Linked DNA regions of Gossypium arboreum: region 1 is linked to region 2. A link is a contact called in public Hi-C data. All regions are on one chromosome and are shown on one strand. Each heading gives the region's core, a stretch centred on a gene start, on an enhancer-like site or on the middle of the called end of the contact. The rest is flanking DNA. Distances are from core to core; before and after follow the strand shown.

Region 1 (7,737 bases), core at 1,637-4,136, 190 kb before region 2:
TGCAAGCCATCATCAAGTTGTGCTTAACAGTTCTAAAACAGTCAATCAGTTCCCATCATGTGATATGTCATTCAGTGAGTACACCCCCTGTCAAGATAAAGTGAGAGGAAGGAAATTCGATCGTAACATGTTGAAATACAGAGAGCGGCATTGTCCCGCGAAGGAAGAACTTCTCCGTTGTCTTATACCTGCTCCTCCACAATATAAGACCCCTTTCAAGTGGCCTCAGAGCCGAGATTATGCCTGGTACAGCAATATCCCCCACAGAGAACTCAGCATTGAGAAGGCTATTCAGAATTGGATTCAATTAGAGGGTAATCGTTTTAGATTCCCTGGGGGAGGTACCATGTTCCCTCGGGGAGCTGATGCATATATCGATGATATTGGCAGGCTCATTCCTCTTACCGATGGAACTATTAGAACAGCAATTGATACTGGCTGTGGGGTAAGTAACGAATATCCTTTTCAATTTACTTGCATCTTTTCCCATGCTTCGTAATTTGTTGCTGTCTATTTTGGGCTATAAATCTTTTACAATCATCAATTGCTTTCGACTCCTGTTCTATTACGAAGTCCATATCCACTTTCAGTCTATGTTATTAACTGGTACTTCAATTGCTAGTAATTATTTTCTTCTTTACTCTGGTGTTAGGTTGCAAGTTTTGGTGCTTACCTCTTGAATAGGAATATCTTGACAATGTCTTTTGCTCCAAGAGATACGCACGAAGCACAGGTCCAGTTTGCGCTGGAACGTGGAGTTCCAGCAATGATTGGAATTATGGGGTCACAGAGGCTTCCATACCCCGCTAGGGCTTTTGACTTGGCTCATTGTTCTCGCTGCTTGATCCCTTGGCAAAAATATGGTAAGGGATCTGCACGTCTTTTTTCAAAAATGAGATTAACTCTGTTAGGAAGGTGCAATGACCGTTTTACTACCCTCTATCTCCTTGCTTTGTAGGTTTAAAAGTTGTGTTAAGCTAATGGTTTCATTTAATTGGTATAGATGGTTTGTACCTCGCTGAAGTGGACCGGATTCTACGGCCTGGTGGTTATTGGGTTCTTTCCGGTCCCCCTATTCACTGGAAGAAGTTCTGGAGAGGCTGGGAAAGGACACGGGAGGACTTAAAACAAGAGCAAGATGCTATTGAAGATGTTGCCAAAAGCCTATGCTGGAAGAAAGTGATTGAAAAGAATGATCTATCGGTTTGGCAAAAGCCCATTAACCATGTTGAGTGTCTCAGAAGTAAGAAGCTCTTGAAAGCACCGCACATGTGCGAGTCAGATGATCCAGACACAGCTTGGTACTCTCATTGGTGTCCTTCATGTTCTTGTTTCCTCCTTGATACATACTCTGTTATTCATATTGTCCACTGTGGTCTCATTTTCCTTTTGTCATTTGTGCTAAAAAGGTACCGGAATTTGGAAGCTTGTGTAACTCCACTTCCTGAAGTAAGCAGCTCAGATGATGTTGCTGGTGGGGCAATGGAAAAATGGCCAGAGCGAGCATCCGCTGTTCCTCCTAGAATTAGGAGTGGCTCAACACCAGGCATCACAGCTGAGAGATTCGAAGAGGATAATAAACTTTGGAAGGAAAGAGTAGCACATTACAAACGAATCATTAGTCCACTTCCCACTGGACGATATCGGAATATTATGGACATGAATGCTTACATTGGGGGATTTGCAACAGCTATGTTAAATTATCCAGTTTGGGTCATGAACGTGGTCCCTATAAATTCAAATCATGACACTTTGGGAGTTATTTATGAGCGAGGTTTAATTGGTACCTACCAGGACTGGTGTGAGGCATTCTCAACATATCCAAGAACATATGATCTCATCCATGCTAGTGGCTTGTTTACTTTATACCAGAACAGGTAATGTTATGAGAGGTGGTATTCTCAATCATGAGCACGTAATTCGTAATTGTGGTTGAACTGATGTTATATATTTTTCATTGAAGGTGTGACATCACTTACATCTTGCTGGATATGGATCGGATTCTGAGGCCGGAAGGGACCGTTATATTTAGGGACACAGTGGAGCTGCTTGTGAAGATCCAGAGTATAACAGATGGAATGAGATGGAAGAGTCAGATAATTGACCATGAAAGCGGACCTTTCAATCCAGAGAAGATTCTTGTTGCTGTCAAAACATACTGGACTGGTGAAGCAACTCAAAAACAGCTCTAACTGGGATTTCAATCATCTCTCTTTTCTGCACTTCATTTGTCACAATTTTTCGTCTTGGGAACAGTCAAAATCACTGAAATTTCACCCAAGATAAGGGTAAAAGGGTGGGTTTGATTAAAATTATTGATGGTCTAATTTCATTGATGCACTGTAATACTAAGCAGATTCTCTTTGTACTACAAATCTAGCGGATACTGCCATTGTCTTAAGCTAAATAGATATGTACACTGTCTGCAGTAATTGAAAAGTAGGCTCTCTGTAGCCTACCCCTACAGTTTTTGAATTAAATGATCAATCATATACATTGCAATGCGAGATGATAAGGTAGGGATTAGAAGATAAACCTGTTTGTCTTCTTCAAAAGCAGCAGCCACCGCATATTCAAAGAACTGTGGTGCACTGTTGGAAATGTGATCTTAGAAAATAAAATGTTCATTCCAAAGAAAAGCTTAAACAAAAGCTTCTGTAAGTTCTTTCAAATTGGTTTTTCTTCAGCAACTCTTTGTACAGAAGCTTGTAATAGCCCGTAAGGCCAAGGAATCCCCTTTGTTGTAGTTATATTCATCGGAATTGGCCATTGTTGATTTCCAGCCCTTGAGCTTAAACATCAAACTGACCAACTAATGCCAATGGCCATGCAACAGATAATAGGTAGTTGCTAGAGGGTGATAGCCAAGCATTGAAATGAAAATCCTTTGCTTTAGGGGCTCTGCCTGCCCCCATGTGGGGTTATGAAGCTCACTCAATAAAAGGCGAAAGAGACCGTTGGCTAGTAGTGGGCATTGAGGCCAACAAAGGCCAAGGTTGTTCTTGCCAATGCTGCCTGCTAGTCAACTTGGACCCTCTTAGGCTAAAATTTTTCTCAAATAAATGGACAAAATGACGAATAAAATTAAAATAATAATAATAATAATTTGAATGGTGTCGCGTGGGAATGCGGGACAAATTACTCGCGGTCCACGTAATAAAAGAACCAGAAATCCTTTTCCTTTGATTTGCTTTCCCTTTCATGGTACCATCGTTCATTTTAATTTTTTTTTTTGAATAATCAGGAAAAACCCAAGGAGTAGAAGATGGAGAATGTGGAGGAATCGACGAATGAAATGGAAGAAGAAGTAGGGAAGGTGATGGAGCAAGCCAGAGAGTTGCAAGAAGCAGGCGCGGGCCTCATATCCATGATATCCAACGACGAGCAATCTCTTCGCCTAAAGGCGAATTCTCTCGATTCCTCTATTCGCCACCTCCGTTCCTCCATTACTACCGTTCTCTCTCAGAAGCTTTTGGATCCCAAACTTGCAGACAAGGTAAACTCCCCACTTTGCATCTTCTTTTTTCGTTTTTCATTTTCCATTTTTAAATTTGGAAAAAGAAACAAATCCTGAAATTTGGATCTGAAAACAGCTGGAAGAGGATTTACAGACAGCGATATGTATTATAACCGATGGAGACGCTGCTGGTTTTCTTCCTGCCAATGCTCAGGGTATAATAATTTCTTTCTTTCTTTTTTCTTTTAAAATTTTAGTAATTTAATTTTCCTGGTATTAGAGTTATGAATTGATTAATAATGAAATGGTAATTGGGGAATGGCAGGTTGGTATCTAAGGATGTTTCTGGGACCAATCAGTGTTCGTGCATCTCGCAAAGAGATCCAGTTGAAAGCTAAGGAGGAATATAATAGCTACAGAGTAAGCATTACTTCACTATAACTCTCCTTTTCTAAAATTCGATTCTTTGATTGTCTTGTTGTTGGCATCCCAATATGTCCTTCAATTTCACTATTGCATCAACTCAATTTCACATATTGCCTCTTTTTTGCATTTAGTTACCCCTTACTATTGTATATTTAGACATCTCAAAGTTGTAGTATAAGTTTTTCTGATTCATGATCTATCCGTGAATCATTTTTTTATAAGCTAAAAGAGAAGATATTTGAAATTTAACTATATATTCTTAATAAATTCTACCTCCCTTCAACAGGATAGGACTGCCTTAATGTTTATTCTTTTTCCATTAATTTTGCTTATTTTACGATCGTGGATATGGGAAGGATGCTTGCCTGCATTTCCAGTTCAGTTGTACGAGGTATTTTATGAATTATTCCTTAGGGTTTTTGTTTGAGAGTCAGTTCCTTTGTTATTGGTTTAATGCTGAGTATATGCTCTATTAGGCATGGTTGTTGTTCCTTAACACTGGTTTGGCTTTGCGAGAGAACATATTGCGAGCAAATGGAAGTGACATTCGTCCATGGTAATTGCATGCCATCCTTTTTTTTTCTTTTCAAATGTTTTCCAAAAGCAAGCATGTTTACTTTCTAGTTTTGTTTTGTATAAATGGAACTTTTTCAAGAAAAATGAATTTGTAGTGTGCAGTAATCTTGAGATTATAGTAACTTGAGAGATGTTTTAATGTCAATGTAAATGGTGACTTGTGGCAAAGATCATATTGGAAAATGTGGAAAATGTGTTCATACTCCTAGCACCTCTCTACTTTTTGTTACTCTTTTATGGGTAACTACATGCTTTTAAATTAGGCTTTCTTGGTTTGTGATGTAATGCCTAGAAAGGTACAACATTGGAAAAAATTCAGAAACTAGTTTCCTTGTTCTGGTGTATGTTTATGCACTAATGTTAATCATCCTTGCCATGTTTTATTTTCCTTTTGGAGTAACCATATCATGTTAATGATTCTCTCATACCCTCAAGTTGGTGGACTTGTGCAATTGTTTAGGACTATTAGATTTGATGGATGCACCGTACAGAGTGCTTGCTTGTGTGTGATTATGTGGGTGTATGGAGATGGGAAGTTAGTGAGTAAGACACTTGAGAAGGTTTGGACATCATAAGATCGTCAAACTGGAAAGAAAGGACTTAAGAAGAGGGAGGTCATTAGTATGGTTTTCTATCTTATTGTAATGATGACATTGTTTCTCATTAAGTTTTGAAGCATGGAGTACACCCTCTCAATTGTTGATGTGAAGACATAAAAAGACAATGGTGTCCATTATCTTGCTAACTTTATCCTTTGGTTGCATCATTAGGATTGATTTTATGTTTTGGTGGTAACCATTTTTTTATGCTCTAGGTGTTTTATCCATTGTTATTCCTTCCTTTTTGAGATCAAATGTGTAGATCTTCCATTAGGATATGGTTATAGGCCTATTGCTCATAGTTTAAAGCTTGGCATGGTCTCTTATCGCACTTAGTTTAAACTTCTTGACTTGTCTCGGGTACAGACCAAATTGGTATGAGAAAGAGTAGAGGTTGTTCTGTACGTGCATTTTACTTGGTATATAGCCCCTTCCAATTTGTTCGGTACATTAGTTGCAACTAGTGTTGTTTGAATCGAAGCGATTAGTTGGACTAGGAACCAGTTGGGAGATCGGTTTGGAAAGTGACTTTGAACTGGATAGATCAGGAACCGGTATGAACCAGTTGAATTGGCTAAAAAACTGATTGAAGGGGGGATTGAACCAGAATTTTTAAAATTTTTTATTTTTTTTTGAATTTTTAATAATTTTTTAATCGGACTAGTCGGATCGGTCAGACTAGTGAATTGGTGGCCTGACCGATTCGACCACCGGTTTGATTTAAAAAACATTGTTTGCCATTACAACCTGTCAAAATTAGTTGCTTTCAAATAACATTTATGGGTGAGAGAGTTGTCATACCCGATTTTCATTAGAGGTCCAAAATTAAGAAAAGAGTTAGGGGTTAATTGAAAGAGACTATAGGTTTGGCGACCTCTACTGTAAAATCTAAAAATTTTAGTGGCTAAATGACAATTAGTTGGGTTTTAATTCTGGTTTAGTTACGTTGGAACTGACTGGTTCCTGAATTAGAAACATGATGATGTTGGCCACTGGTTTTGATGGGGTTTTTAGGTGACCACATGTAAGATTATATGTAACTGAGAAGTGTCATTCCGGGAGGAAAATTCTTCTCAACTCTGTTTTATTTTCTTCTCTTCTTCATCTTCTTATATAGTTGTTCCGAAGAAGAAAAAGTTCAAGGAAAGCTCTGCATGGAGCGATGAACATGAGGATTGAGTTTAAAAAGATGAGAATTTGATGAATTGGTAAGTTTCTTAATCTTTCTATAATCGTGGATTTGAGAAAAAGAGAAGTTAGGGGTTTTTGTAAAATTTGAAAGGTTTTCTGTAAGTTTCTGGATTTTGGATTTTAAAGGATGAATGCCTTCGAGTTAACTGATATATTTGGTTGTCATGCTTAGCTAACCAGAATGGAGTAGACTCTAGTATTTGGAAAAATTAAGCTGACAGGGAGGAAGGACAGCAGGTGAGTTTCTGTACTCGACCTTTGGGTGTTTGTTGGTTGTTGTGATGTTTGCATGCTCTGCACTGGGTCTGGTTGTATATGATCGTGGCTGATTGGAAAGGCTATGCATGCATATGGCTGTGCAATTATATGAATGTTTGCAAGTATGTTCTCTGAATGTATGATATGGTTGCGTAATGATGAACTGATATGTGATGTACTCCATGCTATAATAGTGAACGTAATGTGTATGAAATGTATGTTTATAAAATGTGGAATACGAAGGGAAGTATTTGGTGGGTTAGTTGAAGATAGGAAAATTGGCGTAATGGAGGAATGGACGGATGGAATGAGGATTGGAGTCACTGAAATATGAAATAGTCCGACCTTGCAGGCAAACACTTAGGTGTTAGAATTAACAAGGAGGATTTGAGGAAGTTTGGTTGGATAAATGGTCTATTGGCTCGACGGAGTGGCATCATGGAAATGATCTACTAGCTTTATGGAGCGACACGATGAAAATGGTCTACTTACTTGAATCGAAAGTCCACGGCTAGCCATGACATGATCCAGTGGAGGATAGATTCATCGTTACGACAAAATGAAGCCCACCAGGATAGTAAAACATGGAAGCCCATCAGGGCATATATGTGAAAACCACTATATGACGCGCGTGATGAAAAGTCCCTCATAATGGTTATGGTGTATGAGAGTGCTAGCAGGCTTGCGGATAAGAGGCCTCGCCAAAAAGTGAAGGCAAGAGGAATAGGGGAAAGTGTCTTGTGCATGGATATTTGCAAATACATATCCACCATTAAGAGTACACCAGAGGTAATGAACAAGCCAATGTTGGTTATGAGAAAGCGAGACAGTTTTCCAGATTCTCTTTCTAAGTGTTTCTTGGCAAAGAGGTCGCCAGAAAAGGGAAGTCCGCCAAAGACTATCTTATGTGTAATGTCCGCCAAGGACTACTTGTTCTATAAAGTCTGCTAGAGACTAACGAATGAAGAGGATGTCCGTTATGATTTTCTAGGGTTGGGTAGTCCGCCAAGGACTAACGAATCTGATTAAGGGAAAGTCTAGTGAGACTATCTTACATAAGTCATATTTTTTGGATTTATTTATTTCAAAGTTTTAATATTTTAGATTAATAAAAGTTTGACTGGGCCTAAGGAGGTTTATGTTGCAAGAGAGTTGACTAAGTCTTAGTTTAGTAATTATTTAGGATTCAAGTAGAACTTAGACATTCTTATAAATAGCTAAGCATGCCCA
Region 2 (7,262 bases), core at 1,010-3,509:
CCAATCTTGCCATCTCTTGTCTTTTCCAAGCTTCTTCTCTAATCATCCTATCTTGCTCTCTCTTCTCTATGGATTCTAAAAACGTTTGCTGCAACGCTTCTTGTTTCTGCATCACCTGTTTCATTAAACCCTCAAAGAACTCCATCATCCTCTTCCTGCTACTACTACTACCACCCTCTCTTGACGACGACTGCCTTTTACGTTTACGACTAGTGCCACCCATGTCCGTCGACGGTTCCCTCCAGATTTCATCTTCATCTTCAAAGCCCTGAGAAGAGGAAGAGCTATTAGAAGAGAAGCTGATTCCAAATGGAGTGGCAGGAGGAGGTGGTGGAGCGGATCCAGGCATGGGTAACATAGACGAGGACATTGGGATAGCAGTTGTAGTAGTAGTAGTAGGTGGAATCCTGACGGAAGAGATGGGCATAGGGATTCCAATCGAAATGGGAGCCACGTCGAGGCTGGCGGAGGTGGCTGGCGTGATGGGTGGTTTTGACAGAGTGGCAGAAGTTGTATTAAGAGCCTCTAGCTCGCTGAAAAACTTGTAACTCTTACCATCTTGACGCCCACCTCGACCATCTTTTGTCCGCTTGTAGTACTTGTGGACGTTCTCGAATTTTTCCTTGCACTTTTTGGCACTCCTTTTGTAACCAAGTTCCGCTAACTTCCTGCCAAACCCAGCCCCTTGTTTACTCACATAACACATAATCAAACTCTTTTCTTTTAAAATTAAAAGGAATTTCTCTCGGGATTTTCAAATTCTGGGTTGCTAATTTCAAAAGACGTGAATAATACTACTAGTGGTAAGTAAAAAAATAAAGAGGAATATATATACATATACATATAATATAAAAATGGAAAAGATTGGATTGGTTAGAGTTCATGCAGCGGATCTGGGCCTTTTCAGCCTTTACTTATTCTTTAATTAATTATAAAAAGAAAAATGAAGATGCCCCAGCTCGTGAATTGTGATGGAAACAGATAGAAACCATGTGCTTATGGAGAGAAATGCATTCAGGAAATGATTATAAAATTTTTTACTGGAATTTGCTGTAATTTTATTATTTAAGGAACTGAAATTGGGTTGGTTTGATTTACCTGGAAACATCTTCCCAAAGAGGGCCTTTGACGGTGGCATCACGAAAAATACCATCCATATCTGATCTAATCTTCAGAAGTGCAAGAGTCTCTTGACGGGGCCACCTATTGCCACTTGCAACTCCACCAGCTCCCCCTCCTACGCAGCCGTGGTCGTCACCTAGTCGATCCCCTTCATCTCCTTCCTCGGCTAACCTCATCATCAATTCATCGGGATTCCCAATGGCAGCAGCTGGTGGCCTGTAACTTATAGGAGATGCCTCTTCCAACTGCTCCGACTGTTCGCTCACCATGTGACTGCTACTCGTTGCATCAGTCGTTGGACCACCACCCATCTCCCCATATTGAGATTGATGCCCTCCGCTGCCGCCGCCTTGCTGCATCTACTTGGAAATCTGTTTTGTTTTATTTTTCTCCCACCAATAATAATCTTTCATATCCTATGAATGTTGCATGAAGATTGTTCCACTTCCATTTGTTCTTAGAAATACCATACACAACAATTCACTTCAATTCACTCACTCACTGTGTTTGCTCTTTCTCCGCCCTCCTCCCCCACACAGCTTCGATGCGAGAGGGGGGAGCCGCTCCGGTGATCGACACGTTGTAATGGGGTCTAACCCAGTTAACCAAAAAAATAAAAACAGAGAAAGTTGGTTGAGAAATTGGACGATGTTAAATAGATAAGATCGAAGAGAGAAGAGCTAGTGGTGACATCTTCGAGAAGTAAAAAAAGAAAAGGGAGGGAGGTGAGCTAGCAGCAGTAAAGAAGAAAGAGAGGAAGAGGAGGAGGAAAGGGTATAATCATAATCAACTGCGCCTATCGATCTGAAGAAAAATAATAATAAAGGACAGAATAAAGAAGAAAGAGAGAGAGAGAGAGAGAGAGAGAGAGAGAACAAATGAATGGAGATGACGATTACGAGGATGATGATGATTAAGAGAGAGAGAGAGAGAAATAAAGAGGGGGGAGGGAGGTGGGGGAAATGAAAATAAAGATGAAACTGAAATCATAGAAATGATAAAACAAAAACAAAGGGAGGTATAGATGATGCTTTGTTGTCAGGAGCTTTCTCACTTTGCAGCTAATAATTGTTAAACCCACTTTTGCCTCCTTACATTTCTTCTTATTCAATTATTCCTCTTTTTCCCCTTTTAAACAATTTAATTACGCTCTCAATTCATATATTTATATATATGAAATTTAATTTATAATTAAATATAAATTTAATTTTATATTATTTTAATTTAATAATTGGAATTCAATTAAATTGAATTTTATACATGATTAATATTACTCAAGCATAAAATATTAAATAAGTGAATAAAAATATTAAATCTAAATTTATAAGATTTTGTATTCTAAATTTGAGTTGTAAAGTTCTTCACTACCATTTTAAAGAAGTATACTTTTTTCGTAATTCAATTTGACAAGTTATTTCTGAAGATGTTATCTATTGAATTTCAATTAATAAACCAAAAGTGTAAAAAAATAACTTTTTAGAATTAAAAGTAAAACGATTAAATTTTAAATTTAAAAAAATATAGGGGCCAACACTATAATTAGACCAAAATAAAAAGGGGGCAAAAAAGCTATATCTCAAGTCTGAAAGTCGAGTGTTAGGAATTTCAAATAATAAAAAGAAATCTAGTGCCAAAGCCTAATCATCTCTCTCTGCCGCTCCAATTATGTCCTTTTGAAATTGACCTAAATCTAACTCTCTCTTCTTCTTCTTTTTTAGTTAATCTCTAATTATTATTATTATTATTATTATTATTATTATTATTATTATTATTATTATTTTGTGAAATTCTAATTGGGTGTTTTAACGGGGAAAGTATAGAGAAAGAAGAAATTAGAATAAAATACGTAGGTTTGAAACAAGCAGTTAATTGAGGCTTTACATTACCTTTGGTAATACAAGCATGCACGTAGACGTTGGCTACTTAATTGTGTGTTTTACAATTAAAGAAAAAAAGGAAGGAATTTAAATCCCATACTCTACCATACCTTTTAAAGGCTTAAACCATAGTTAAAGCAATTAAGCAAACAAGTGCCCCCCTTGTGTTGTCACTTTGATATGACTTTGTTTAAACGAACTTGTCGGCCCCCCCTTTCTAAGTTCCATGTGCATTGGGGACCTTTACTTTTGTTTTTATTATTATTATTATTATTATTATTTTGAAACAATTATGTAATCAATTTTAATATATTTTAAATGTTAATATGAAATAGTAAAATTCAGACAGCAAACATCTTGGCTTCAATCTCCATTATAGGCTTATAATTTATTACGTTTATCAAAATATAAAAAATATGAATATCCTCAAAACAATAGTTTTTATTTTGTAAAATAAATGAATTTTGGATAAATTCACATCAGAGTTACAGATTAGAAAGTTGAGACTAGGTTGATAAATGATATTAGATTTGATCATGAGTTAAATGATGTAGAATTTTGTTCAAACTCAACCCATATTAAAAATATTAAATTTGTACCCGACCTAGCTCGATCATAATAAATTTTTTAGATAATTATTTATATAAAAATATAATGTATTAAATACACTAAATATATTGAAATAAATTTTTTTAACAAATTAAAAATAATTAAAAAGAACAACATGTGATTCGAGCAAAAAGAACTAATTGAGGTTCAACCATTCAGAAAGCGAGCCTTATTTTTTGCCTAAACCCTCTCACTTTTCAGGCGAACTTTCAGGCCTAGATAAATGGCCCAACTCATGATCATATCTAGGTGACACCAACTTAATCAAAAGCATTATATCTATCTCAAAATCAACTCAATTAAAAATTCGTTAAAAATCATTTTCCAATAAGAAATTAATATTAATATTAATATAATACTATTTTTGCCTTTTATTATTTTTATGTGAAAGGTTTAAATAAAACAACTAAAAATGTAATAGGTAAGGATTTAACCTAATCGACTTACATAATGTTTAATTATAAATATTTTACCATTTCACCTATAACTCAAATATTTATTTTTTATAAATAAAATTTTAATATTATATTTTTCTTTCACCTACATTGTGGGTATGAAAATCCAGTATATACTTATTTTAAGTGTTTTATTGAATTGATATTACGGGTCAATTGGACACCACACAATTATGAAATTACTAAAATACCCTCTCAAATATAGATTAAATTATATTTTATGATAATATATTTTTATATAATAAATCAATAAAATTTTGATAAATAGATAATGAAAATTTTGAATTTATACATCATGCATGATAAATAAATAATTTTACCATTGTAACTAACTCATTAATTAATTTTAGGTGAACTTTTAATAAATATATTTATTACATAATTTTAGGTGTAAAATAAATTTAATTATATGTGGTATAGATTGTTATTAACTAATTTTACATTCCCTTCCTTTTACCTTACCTTGTTCAATCTTTTCTATCTTAATTTTTTTTAATTAAATTAAAGAGAAGAAGGTAAAGATTATTCATATATAGAATTCAATATTAATATTAAATGAAAGTCATTTTACTCAATCAATTAGTATTGGATATAATTATAAAATACATTATATTTTTAATGAAAATTTTAAAATTTTAAAATAATATTATTAAAAATAACTTTAAACAAATACAAAAAGTTTAAAATTTATGAATTAGATATATAAATCGGTACATATTAGATATATATTAAAAATTGTAACATGAGTATTATTTTGGTTTAGATTTTAAAAGAAATTACTAGAAATAAATGTTAATTAATAATTCAAATTTGTAAATAATTATAATGTTGATGAAGCAAGCAAAATTATAATTCAACATGACAGCTACAAACCCTCAATCTAAAGCATGAGGGCATTAGGTATCATTTTAATGATGCCAATACATATCATAGAAAATTAACATTAGGATTTGTTGGTATCATATTATGGTTTTCAAGAATCTTCATCCCTAAATTATTCATTTCTTTTTTTCCCCAAATATCTAATAAATTCATGCCAAAATAAATTGATATAAAACATTTAAAAGAAAAAAAACTTTTTAGATTATAGTTGACTTATATTATTAAATCTTTGATTAAATTAGTATTAAGAATCAATAAAAATCTAAAAATATATAAATATTATTCTTATCAAATCATCCATAAATTTAATTTTACCATTTCAATTCAGATCTCATTAAATTTTTACATATTTTTTTACCTAATTTCGTTTAGGGTCATAATTTAGCATGATTAATTATGTCATTGTTATGCCAAGCAGGATTAATAATGGCATACACATTAAAGGGCTATGTTTTATGAGGACACAATTCAGGGTTAATATTCTTTTATTTTACTGAAATTTTAAATTAAAAACACACACGAGTAAAGTAATAAAATAATTAAAACTTATTATATTTAAGAAAAATGAAATAGTATAAGGCTTTTTCTTAGTATTTTAGTAGAAATCTTCTAAAAAAAGAAATTGTTTCATAAATTGGAAGAAATTAAACTCCATTTATAAATATTAGATTATATGAGGTAAAAAATATCATAATAAAATATTTTAATAAAAATCTATCACATGTTTATATGTGTGAAAAATAATATTTAGAACAAAAAGATATGTTTAAAAATAACATTCCATAAATAATAAAATGTATGGTTTTAAAACCAATTAAAATAACACATAAAATATGTGTAATATTAAAATGAAAAAATATATTCAATTGTGAGTAAAATAAAATTTAAACAGATAAATATATTAGATTAATAATACTAAATGAATACAATTGTTTATTATAATGTTGTCATCAATTCTAAGTTGATGTCGAGTTAATTTGTAATACCAACTCAATCAACAACATTATTATTGCTAGAAATTCTATCACACGCAGTATGTATGTGAAAACTATGTATTTAAAATACAAAGATTAGTTTAAAATAACATACAATAAATAATGAAATATATGGTCTAAAGCTATTAATAATAACACATGCAATATATACGATATTAGAATGAAAAATAAATTGAACTATGAGTAAAACAAAACTTAAACATGTAAATATACCGATTAAGAATATTAAATGCACTACAATTATTTACTAGATCAAGGATATTAAATGGCGGTGTTAAAATCTCATCATATGCAAATTATTTATTGTTTCTTAAAATAAAAAGACTAAAGTACTCTAGAATAATATAACTTTTTTTAAATACAGAAGAACATTTGTGTAATTCCTCTAATCGAGTTGGTGCTCAGTTAACTCGTGACCTAACTCAATCAAGTGTTTAAATAATAGTATAAATATATGTAATTGATGGAAGTAATAAAGTGTGTATAATAAAATTAAAATATACAAAACAATTGAAGGTAAAGCTTTTGTTGAGTGATAAAGTTAGAGTTTTATCAATGCAAATGTCATGTGATCAAATCTCCTATGCAAATTATTTATTATTTTTAAATGAAAAGACTAAAGTACCTAAAATAATATAACTTATTTTAAATACGAAGGACACTTATGTAATTTCTCTAATCAAATTGGTGTCTAATTGACTCATAACACTAATTTAATCATATATTTAAATAATAATATTTGTAATTAATTTTAAAATTTTGTTATTTTAATACTTTTCCACTAAATTAATGTTGGATTAATTTACTAACTTTATAGATAGAATAAATGAGAAAGGAAGGGATACAATTATTTCATAATTTCCTCCATTTTTATTATAATATTTTATTTCATCCTCATCCGATTCCATCTTCTATTGTTGAAATGTACCAATGTCATCCAATTTTGAAAAATGGTAGGTTATCCATAGTCATTATCTTTGTCTCTAATAATATCTCAAATAATGATATTATAATTTAATCAGAAACATTATCATTTAAAGCAAATTATTAACAAAAATTCATTTAAAAATCACATTCGGTATGAAAGGAATCAATGCATTTAAGACTCATCGATATGAAGAACTTCGATACAAGTGTTTCAAGTGATAAAATCTGTTGTAAAAGCTCGGTTTTGTAAATATTCTAGAACTAGTCATATATACTAATAATATATTTTTATTAAATTTAGAGTCAAAGTTCGAATAACACCAATTGATCCAATTCAGTTTATTAAATTATAAAAATATATAATTACAATATTATTATTAAAATAGGGATATATG

Evidence for each region. Hi-C and Micro-C count contacts between places; a contact is called where the count stands out from the background.
Region 1: a Hi-C map of leaf shows a contact between it and region 2, with 4 times the contacts expected there. The contact joins the promoter of LOC108473475 here to the promoter of LOC108460611 in region 2. A contact is called at or near these places in 2 of 5 Hi-C or Micro-C datasets (both in leaf).

Annotation. Positions count from the first base shown.
Region 1 is chr1:27,499,382-27,507,118 of ASM2569848v2, reverse strand. It overlaps LOC108473475, which reads left to right and starts at 2,886. Exons shown (of 11, transcript XM_017775050.2): 1 at 2,886-3,153; 2 at 3,245-3,496; 3 at 3,594-3,672; 4 at 3,783-3,877; 5 at 4,170-4,274; 6 at 4,360-4,439. The coding sequence starts at 3,266. LOC108473474 (probable methyltransferase PMT18) reads left to right here. Exons shown (of 7, transcript XM_017775047.2): 3 at 1-445; 4 at 653-863; 5 at 1,004-1,301; 6 at 1,410-1,877; 7 at 1,964-2,480. The coding sequence ends at 2,192.
Region 2 is chr1:27,314,106-27,321,367 of ASM2569848v2, reverse strand. It overlaps LOC108460611 (trihelix transcription factor GTL1-like), which reads right to left and starts at 2,259. Exons shown (of 3, transcript XM_017760173.2): 1 at 1,099-2,259; 2 at 1-668. The coding sequence starts at 1,481.